2 separate regions of the Sus scrofa genome follow, and region 1 is linked to region 2. Evidence: chromatin contacts called from public HiChIP or PLAC-seq data. All regions are on one chromosome and are shown on one strand. The core of a region is the stretch at or near the end of the contact, and the rest is flanking DNA. Distances in the headings are between cores, read along the strand shown.

Evidence for each region. HiChIP or PLAC-seq counts read pairs in DNA pulled down with a chosen protein or histone mark.
Region 1: a contact with region 2 is called in an H3K27ac HiChIP or PLAC-seq map of alveolar macrophages. The contact joins the promoter of IGSF6 here to the promoter of POLR3E in region 2. A contact is called at or near these places in 1 of 5 promoter capture datasets (liver), 4 of 47 Hi-C or Micro-C datasets (alveolar macrophages, embryonic fibroblasts, epiblast stem cells and 1 more) and 1 of 2 datasets of contacts at active chromatin or transcription factors (alveolar macrophages).

What each region holds. Positions count from the first base shown.
Region 1 is chr3:23,670,866-23,675,202 of Sscrofa11.1, reverse strand. IGSF6 (immunoglobulin superfamily member 6) reads right to left here and starts at 2,041. Exons shown (of 6, transcript NM_001243387.1): 1 at 1,929-2,041. The coding sequence starts at 1,995. All of the region lies in intron 4 of METTL9 (methyltransferase like 9), which reads left to right.
Region 2 is chr3:23,877,612-23,882,607 of Sscrofa11.1, reverse strand. POLR3E (DNA-directed RNA polymerase III subunit RPC5) reads left to right here and starts at 1,977. Exons shown (of 21, transcript XM_021086481.1): 1 at 1,977-2,127. It overlaps TRNAL-AAG (a tRNA gene), which reads left to right and starts at 1,746; the gene lies at 1,746-1,827.

The DNA.
Region 1 (4,337 bases), core at 792-3,291, 210 kb after region 2:
GATTTTTGTAGGTTCTTGGTATGACTCTGCCTGCTTGTACGTTTCCACGTGATCTTCTTTGTCTGACTTGGTCCTTTGCTCCTGCAAACACAGCGGAAGAGTCATTCAGGTGGTCTGAGGCTTAAGTTTCCACTGGATTTTTCTGATGGGTCTCTAGCCAGAACAGAAGAAATTAAAACTAGACTCCTGCCATTTGCGATGCCAATCTGTTCTCGCCGTGGTTTCATTTTAGTATTTGTACAATTTGGAGAAGAGCTGGGTGCTTTTGAGCGACCTGATCAATAGACTCCAGATGAGAGGATAGTCACCTGGAGAAGACCAGGCTTTTCACATCTTCAGGAGCTTAGCTTAGCTGATAAATGCGACCGCACGGCTCCCTCGAAGACTCGGCTCCTTAGAAGTGGAGATAGACTTTCCAAGCAAGGTGTGGTGCTCAGTACCTACCGGGGAAATGGGAGAGGGCCTGCCAGGATGCGACCGACAGCGTTCCCCAGCAGTGTCCCCGCCTCAGATCCTCTGTCACAGAGTTTTTAAAGGGGAAGCTGCTGCCTTTCAACACTCTTCTCCGAGAATGTGTGCTCCAGGGTAAACGCAATATTTGCAACTTTGGAGTTTTCCTGTCTCTGCTCTTTTCTGACTGCTGTGCCTTAGAGCCCAGAGAAGACCCAGAGGCCATCCGTGGTTTTCCTGTGAGAGCACGGGAGTGGGGACACCTCCCCCACTCCAGTGAAGCAATGCCCCAGAGCAAAGGGGAAGCTCAGGGGACATGTCACCCCACAGCCGCTCCGGACAATTTCTCTTTAAGAACTCTCATGTTCTGCAGGAATTTTTTTTTTTTCTTCCCCTAAACACAATACCCTCTGAAAAGGTTGTTTATCTCCTTGGTGGAGGGAATAAAAAAAGTTACTGTTTTTGAAGACCAAGCTAGAAAATATCTAGAAAACAAATGTTTGACACTTTCTAAAAGAAGCCTTTAAGGGAAATTTGGAACACAAGGCGGTGGTTGGCCAGCGCAGTGCCTTCTCTGCCATCCCCGACTGCACCCCAGGGTTTCAGCTCTTCTTCCTACTTGTTCCTTCACCTCGTGTCCTTTTAGGGAAAATTCCAGATATTTTATCTGCACATGGTTCAGAATATCATCTTTAAGAGCTAAGGATTCTTCCTTAAAATCATACTGACATAGTTTATAAATGTATTATCTTCTTTCTAGGAAAAAAAGACTATTACTGAAAGTAGAAGCAAAAAAATCACCCGTGGTCCCTTCACCTCTCCACCACTGTGAAGATTTCAATATATTTCTGTACAGATGAGAAAAAAAATAACTCGAAGGGATTTTTCTCCTTTCCCTACCCTATGATCTAAACTTTGTGAGCAACTTTGAGCTTATTAGATTTATTAGACCTAAGATGAGATTATTAGCACCGTGACATAGGAAACACTTTCTTTATCAGAGAGAAAAAGCCAGGTACAGGCAGCCGTATATTTTGGGAAGATTTTTCTTCAAGTAAGGAGCCATTTTTTTTTGTTTTTAAATGGCAAGTACTCTAATTTATAGAAATTCAGCTTTTCTGAAACACCAATCTTTAAAAATAATTCGGTAGCGTGTCGAGTGACTTTACCGGTACGGGAACTAAATTGTTGCTGACAAACGTGACTGTATGAATGTTTCAGCCCTTTGTCTGGAGAGAGATCTGCCTGCTCTAAAAGCAGCATCACAGCAAAGGGGATTTTGAATGTTAGCATGAACCGTTTTCTCAGCTCTTATTTTATGACCCATTTCTCTGGAAACAAGAAATTGATCACCTTAGACAATTTCCATAATGCCATACATTTAACAATTCATCCGTAGGGGCTTGAAATAAAAATGAATCTGGCTAACAACAGCAATGGATTTAAATGAAACGGAGGAGAAAGAAAGAGAACCTTACCGACACACAATAGAACCAGACTGATTTCCAGACCGAGAGTGATGGTGCCTCCGTTCACAGTGGCCATCTCTGTGTGTGTGCGTGTGTGTGTGTGTGTGTGTGTGTGTGTGTGAATGTGTGTGAGTGTGAGTGTGTGAGGTGGGGGAGTGTTTAAAGAGCCTTGGCTGCCACTGCTGCTGCTTTTTTTAGAAAGGAAGAAGGAGGAGAGAGGAACTGTTATTAAGGAACCATAATCAGGAACTTTTTGAAATTGTGTAACAATTGTTGGTAACCTAGTTTCACCATTTAAAATGGAGATTTTTTTTTTTAAGCCTCCAGCACATTTCTGAATGTTCATGGGGTCCCTTTTTCTTGGGTTTTGCAAATCCTCGAAAGTGTTCCATGTGGCGAGTGAGCTTTTGTTTTAGAGGTGGTGCCTATTCCCAGGAAGTAGTCTTCCACCGGTAATTTGTCCTGTCCATTTCCAGGCTAGTTCAGTTGTGGGCTGACTTGAAAAAGGGAATTTATTGCAAGGATTTGGGGGTAGCTTGGAGAGTCATTGGGAAGACTGGAGACACGTGTATGGGTCTACAGGCAAGAAAATTGCTCTTAGACATGCTGTAAAACCTATCTGGGGGGTTCCCGCTGTGGCTCAGGGGTAATGAATCTGACCAGTATCCCTGAGGATGCGGGTTCGATCCCTGACCTCCCTCAGTGGGTTAACGATCCAGTGTTGCCGTGAGCTGTGGTGTAGGTCACAGATGTGGTTTGGATCCCGTGTGGCTGTGGCTGTGGCATAGGCTGGCAGCTGTAGCTCCAGTTCGGCCCCTAGCCTGGGGACTTCTATGATGCCTTGGTTGCGGCCCTAAAAAGCAAAAAAACCCACCTGATCTGAAGAGCACACTGCTGCCCCCAAGCACTTGATGCTGCAGCATGGACCAAAGCCTGTCAGTACTGCTCAGCGCTGCCCCAGCCTCCTGGTCTAACACCACTGCTCCGCCTCCCTGGAGAACAAACCTCGAGTCCCCACTTGGGGTTGTTAGCTTTTCCTTCCAGGTCTCAGGCGATTGTGTGTGAACTTAGGTCATGTTCCAGTGCCTTAGCTGCAAGAAAGGCGGGGAAAGCTGCTTCCCCAGGCGGTGCCTCCCTCTAGGAAGAGGGGTGCTGGGCCACCGAAAAGCACGCAAAATCTTTCCACTGTAGTGTTTGTACTCTTGGCACCTGTTGATTATATATTTGTCTCATTTACTGAAAGCTATCCTCCTCAGTCTGAATTTAGTAACATTTTTTTTTGTCTTTAGCCTTTTCTAGGGCCGCTTCCTGTGGCATATGGAGGTTCCCAGGCTAGGGGTCGAATTGGAGCTGTAGCCACCGGCCTACGCCAGAGCCACAGCAACACGGGATCCGAGCCGCGTCTGCAACCTACACCACAGCTCACGGCAACACCGGATCGTTAACCCACTGAGCAAGGCCAGGGATCGAATCCGCAACCTCATGGTTCCTAGTCGGATTCGTTAACCACTGCGCCACAATGGGAACTCCTAGTAACACTTTTAATATTATTGTGTATTGTTTACATCATCAGAGCATCTGTAAGCACCTCCAGATTTATATATAACACAGTGTGTGTCCTAGTATTTCCAAGAAATACTAGGTTGATTCATCCACTATAGTGTGTTAACCCCTCTCTAGTTCTGGAGCTTCACATTTGTGAAATTGTTCGGAAAAGTTAGAAAGTGGGATTGAGCGCCTTTGAACAACACACTGAATGATGTTTTTATAAATTAAAATCCTTTGCTAGCCTGCTTTTATTTTCAGCCTGATAAACCTCTCTAGTTAATTTGTTGCATAATTTAACATGAGTGGCATTTTCGTGGGTTTATCCAAAACCCGCTTTGAAATTTTGTTACTCTCTGCTTCAGGTTTGCAGTCTTTAATGAGCAGTTTTCCAACCACATTAACCCTTGCTCCCCAGTCAGTCTAAAGGAGGGTGATTCCTGAAACTGTCAGAGAAATTGTGGGCTTTGGATCCAGTTAAACCAGGGTTCGCATTTCTTTTTTTCTCTCTTTTTTTAGGGCCGCACTCGCGGCATATGGAGATTCCCAGGCTAGGGCTCCACTCGGAGCTACAGCTGCCGCCTACACGACAGCAACATCAGATCCGAGCCAAGTCTATGACCTACACCATAGCTCACGGCAACGCTGGATCCTTAACCTACTGAGCGAAGCCAGGGATTGAACCCACAACCTCATGGTTCCTAGTCGGATTCATTTCCGCTGCGCCACGACGGGAACTGTAGGGTTTGTATCTCTGCTTCCCCTTTATTAACCTTTCAGGTGTGGGTTCTTCATTCCTCCTAAGCGTGGACTTCCTCTCTCTGTCCTCCTCCTGCTGGGGTACCTGGGAGATAATCCGTCAAAGCACCCAGT
Region 2 (4,996 bases), core at 728-3,227:
ACAGTCAAAATAAATCAGGAACTCATCTTGTCTCAGTTCAGATTGAGAATCTGAATGACCCAACCCCCGTCCAATATTTACCATTGAGCCCCTGGGACATGGTGTGGAAGAAGGGACCAGAGCACAAAGGTGGCTGCCTGGGGACCGACTTTGGATAGACTCTGGGCTGGTCAGGCAATTCCTGGAAAAGAGGGATCAGGCAGAGATTCCCCCAATTGTCCTCCTTTTGGAAAACCCAGCGCACAAGTGAAAAACAAATACAGTCTCTCCTGATACTATAACATTCTGCCTGGATCAATGTTTTCCTTGATCTCAAGGACTATTCCTCATTTAGCTTTGATCCCTGCTCTGCTCTTTGTGCCTGCTCTGGTCTAGATAGATGGCTTTTTCTGTATTTTTTAAAAGATTCCTTTAACAAACTCTCCCAGGACAATGAAATCTTTGCATATCAATACTTAACATGAAGGGAGGAAAAAAAGGGTTGAAGAGGAACTGAAGAGAAGGAGGAATATGAACTGCCCAAATATTAGGGTGTGTGCCAACTGGATATTTACCAGAAACTTGAATTTAACAACTTAATATAAACAACGTAAATTCCATATTCATAGCATGGAATAAATTAGATCTACATCTGTCAAAAATAAATAGAAAAAACATAACTAGAGTAGAAAAGCAAGTGGCAGAATGATATAAGTACAATATAGTAAGGTTTACATAAATGAAAAGCAAAAAATCATAGTATATATTGTTCCTGGGTATATGTACACAGGGGTGGACAGGTGGATAGAAAAGTATGAGAAGTGGACTGGAAGGATACGCATCAAATTCATGACATTTGGGAAGAGGCTTTTATTTTTATTTGTAATAGTCCATTTTTATTTGTAATGGTCTAATATTTTTAATGGATTTTTTAAAGGACAACATATTCGTACTTTTAATAACAAAAGCATATAGGTAGGGAAAAAAGTATACATAGGAAAAAAATTGAAAGTGAAATGCCACAACGTTAGGTGGTGGGTGTATGGATAATTGTTTTTTCTTTGCGCTTTTTCTGTATTTTTAAATATCTATATATGTATCAACCTGGATAGATATTTAAGAAACATAGTGGGGTGAAAAAAGTCAGCTGCAGATAATCATAGTATAATAATATTTATATTCATGTAAAAATCCACAATGATAAAAACGAAACACTCTCCATGGATATATCTATCCATATGAATATATCCGTATATATCCATATAAATTCACAGCAAAAGATCCAGAAGGATACACAGTGTACTAAGTGGAGGGACTTCAATGGGGGACAAAGGTAAAAGAACATTGGTACTTCGTCTGAAAAATTTTAATATTTTGCAATAACCCACATAAAACTTGTGTAACTAAAAATGAAAACACCTGAGCTTTTAGAGAAAACGGCCCACTCGAAAATCCCCCTGGTTTGGCTTTTGGAGCCCCTGGCGCAGGTTACTGCTGAAGTCCATGATGTCTTCCGTGTGGGTTAATTTAGGGTCTCCGGGTTTAATGCCCACTAAGAATACAGATTCTTAAACTGCTTTTCATTCTAAGATCGGTTCGGAACAAGACTGGTCTAAATATTAGAGGAAATATTTTATTTTCTGTACCTGGTATATTCTAAATAGTTCTATTAAGATGAAGTAAAGCACTTAAGCGGAAGAAGAAACGTACACGCAAATGCACATAAACGTATGAAGTAGTTTTCTGGAAGGCACTTTGCATAACCGGGTAGCGTGGCCGAGCGGTCTAAGGCGCTGGATTAAGGCTCCAGTCTCTTCGGGGGCGTGGGTTCGAATCCCACCGCTGCCAAGGTCAATCTTTTGACGGTTTGCAGCTGTTTTGCGCCAGCATCAGCGCCCCCTGCTGCCGGGAAGGGCTGGCTCACCTCATGAATGGAGCGGCGGAGGGGGGCGGGTCCGCGTGCGCCGGGGCGGGGCATTGTGGGTAAAAGGAAGCGCGAGGGCTGGCCCTGCTCCCCCCACGTGTCCGCCCGAGTTTCTCCACCGGCAACATGGCCGCTGCCTGAGAGAAGAGCCGGGCCGCCGCCGCCTCTGCAGCCCGCGGGTACCTGGGCCGTTGCAGCCGCCCGCCTGCGGGCCCCGCGGAGAGGTGAGTGCCGAGTGGGCTGCGCCTGCCCGGGCTGGAGCCGGGCCGCACTCAGGAGGTGGGCCTGGGCTGGGCTGCGGAGTAGGCCGGGAGGCCCGCGCCGCGCGGTGCCCAGAGGCCGGGGGCCGCTCGGGACTCGGTGGGGGAAGGACGGGCAACCTGCCTCAGTCGACCTGGGCCGGCCGCGGGCTTCGACCTCGGCTGGGCCCGGTGGTTGGTGAGGCCGCGGCCGAGGCTGCCGGCGGTGACTCAGGGGCCAGCCGCCTTGCCCCGCCCGGCTCAGGCGGGCCTCCTTATGGGAGCACCTGTCCGAAGGCAGCCGGTGACCTGCCGGCGTGGCGGCTCGTAGCGATGGCTGCGTGGTGGGCGTGAGAAGGGGGCCTGACCACCCGCGAGGGAGGCGAAACCCATTGGACAGTGTGGCTCGGGGCCGGCGGCCCGCCCTGATGGGCAGGGGGAGGATACCCAGGCCCTCTCCTGGCTGCTGAACCAGAGCAGCCTCCGCGCGGCCAGGCCCGGATTTCTTCATTCATTTATTCCAGCCACCACTCAGGGCTAATTGAAAACCAACTACGGGCGGCTGATACAGCCCTGACCATTTGGTCGGAAGAGGTGTCAGTAAGCACGTCAAGTAAACCAGTAAATAAATAAACAAGGTCGCTCTGTTGTGTTAGCTTTAGAATCGTTGGGGCTTGGGGGCAGAAAGAGCTCTTAGCAAGCTTCACAATTTCTTTATCTGTGAAATGGGGATAACAGAATTCCCCACCTCATAGGGTTGTGGTGAGGACTAAGTAGGGTAAGGCGGGAGAAGCCCCAGCTTACAGCATTTTGATTCCTGGCTAGATCTCCTACCCTTTTATATTGGAAGAAAATGTGCCAAGTTGTAACAAACCTGTCCTTGGCTTACATTTATACCTTATTTAACCCTCACCACAGTCCTCTGAGGTCGGTACTTTTGTTATCCCCATTTTAGGGATGAAAATAACGAGCAGTCCTAAGATCAAACAGCTCCAGGTGGGACAAGGGTAGCGAGCAGCAGACCTGGGATTTGAACTTACAGAGTTCTGCCTCAGAGTCCATGCTCTTACCCACCGTACTATCCTGCTTTTTGTTAAAGATGCCTGCAGCATAGTAGTTAAGAACCAGAATAAGGATCTTTTGCCATCAGCTAGACCTAGGTTTGTGTCCTAGCTCTGCCGTTCTCCAGCACTGTGACCCTGGGGTAAGTTAACACTCTGAACTTTGTTTTCTGCTTTCTTAATTGGAGATGGTAAATCTTGATTTAAAGGGCTATTGAGCAGAGAAATGGGAATATGTATTTTAAGTTCTTGGAGAAGGGAGGGTCTGACTCTAGTTTTAAGAGGTAATTCTTCTAGCCCCTAGGCTATCCTTCCCTTGAATGGAAGTGGAAAGGGATGACCCAAAGAGGGGGGGAACGTGTGGAGGGGCACACAGCCAATAAGAACCCGGACCTTGAGACTATTTGCCCAGGGGCCTTTCCCCTTAACTCCGAAGCATCTTGTCCTCACCCTATCTCACTCCCTCTAGGAGCTGGAGATTATTTGCAGTCCCCTCTGCTTTTCAGTTTGGTGGACAGCATAGATGGATGCAGCTGGCTGGGGCCTTCAGGCTGCTCCTCTGCTCTGAACACCTCCTTAGCTCACCTGGCATTCTTGTCCCCTTTCCATTTGTCGAGCAAAACCCCTGATGGGGTCTGTTTTCTGTGCCCAGCACCATGGAGCCACAGCCACAGTGTCCCCTTGTGGCCACAAGTCACCCTGTGGAGGCCCAGGGGTTCACTCACTCCTGCTAGGGAAGCTTAGCTTGTGGTGGCCTGGGAGGACAGGCTACACCCCTATCCTCATGTGTCCAGGAGACCCAAGCCATGAGGCCACTAGTCTCTCAGTGGGGCTGAGCTAGACTCACTGGGTACAGGGTCTGTAGCTGCCTGACGTATGCGTTTTGTGTACTGTATTGAGTGATAATTTTATGCCAGGTCCTGTTCTACATATTGGGAGATCAGCATGAATTTTTTTAAAAAGATAGTAATCCCTCTATCAACTCAGCTTCAACTTTTGTGGTTGAAGCCCTGAGAGGCTGTCATGGAGCTTACATTCTAATGCAGAAGATAGACAACTCAGAAGCAAATAGACTAGGTTTTTCCAGATGGTGATAAGAACCTGAATGTGGTCGTGACTGGAAACAGTTACAGGGCGGAGGTGCTGTTTAAGGTGGATAGTCGGAGAACCTCTCTGCTCCTGGAGGGGCTGGGTGATGGTATCTAATGAAAAGAGGTCAGCCTTGAAAGGAGGAAAATAGACGAGGTGCAAAGGTCCTGGGGCAGACTTGGGCTTAGCCTCACATGAGACCTTGAGGCCACGGAAAGGAATTTGGATTTTATTCTATGTGATAGTTGAAGGGCTTTGAGTAGAGAAATGATGTGATTGCTTTTTCTGCAAGACGACTCTGGCTGTTTCTGGGAGGATTGGAGGCAGGAAAGACTAGTTGGAGCAGTACTTTTTAAATTGCAGTTCCAGATTTATTAGTGGCATGTGAAATCAACTTAGAGGGATTGTAACCGGTATTTTTAATTTTAATGACTGAGGGTAAAAACCATCGCTTCAGAGTTCCTGTTGTGGCTCAGCGGATTAAGAACCCGACGTAGGATCCATGACGGTGTGGGTTCGATTCCTGGCCTTGCTCAGTGGGTTAAGGATCCCGTGTTGTCGTCAGCTGTGGGATAGGTCACAGATGTGGCTCGATTTCTGGCATTGCTGTGGCTATGGCCTAAGCCAGGCAGCTGTGGCCCTGGTTTGACCCCTAGCCCAGGAACTTCCATATGCTGCAGATGTGGCCCTGAAAAAAAGAAAAG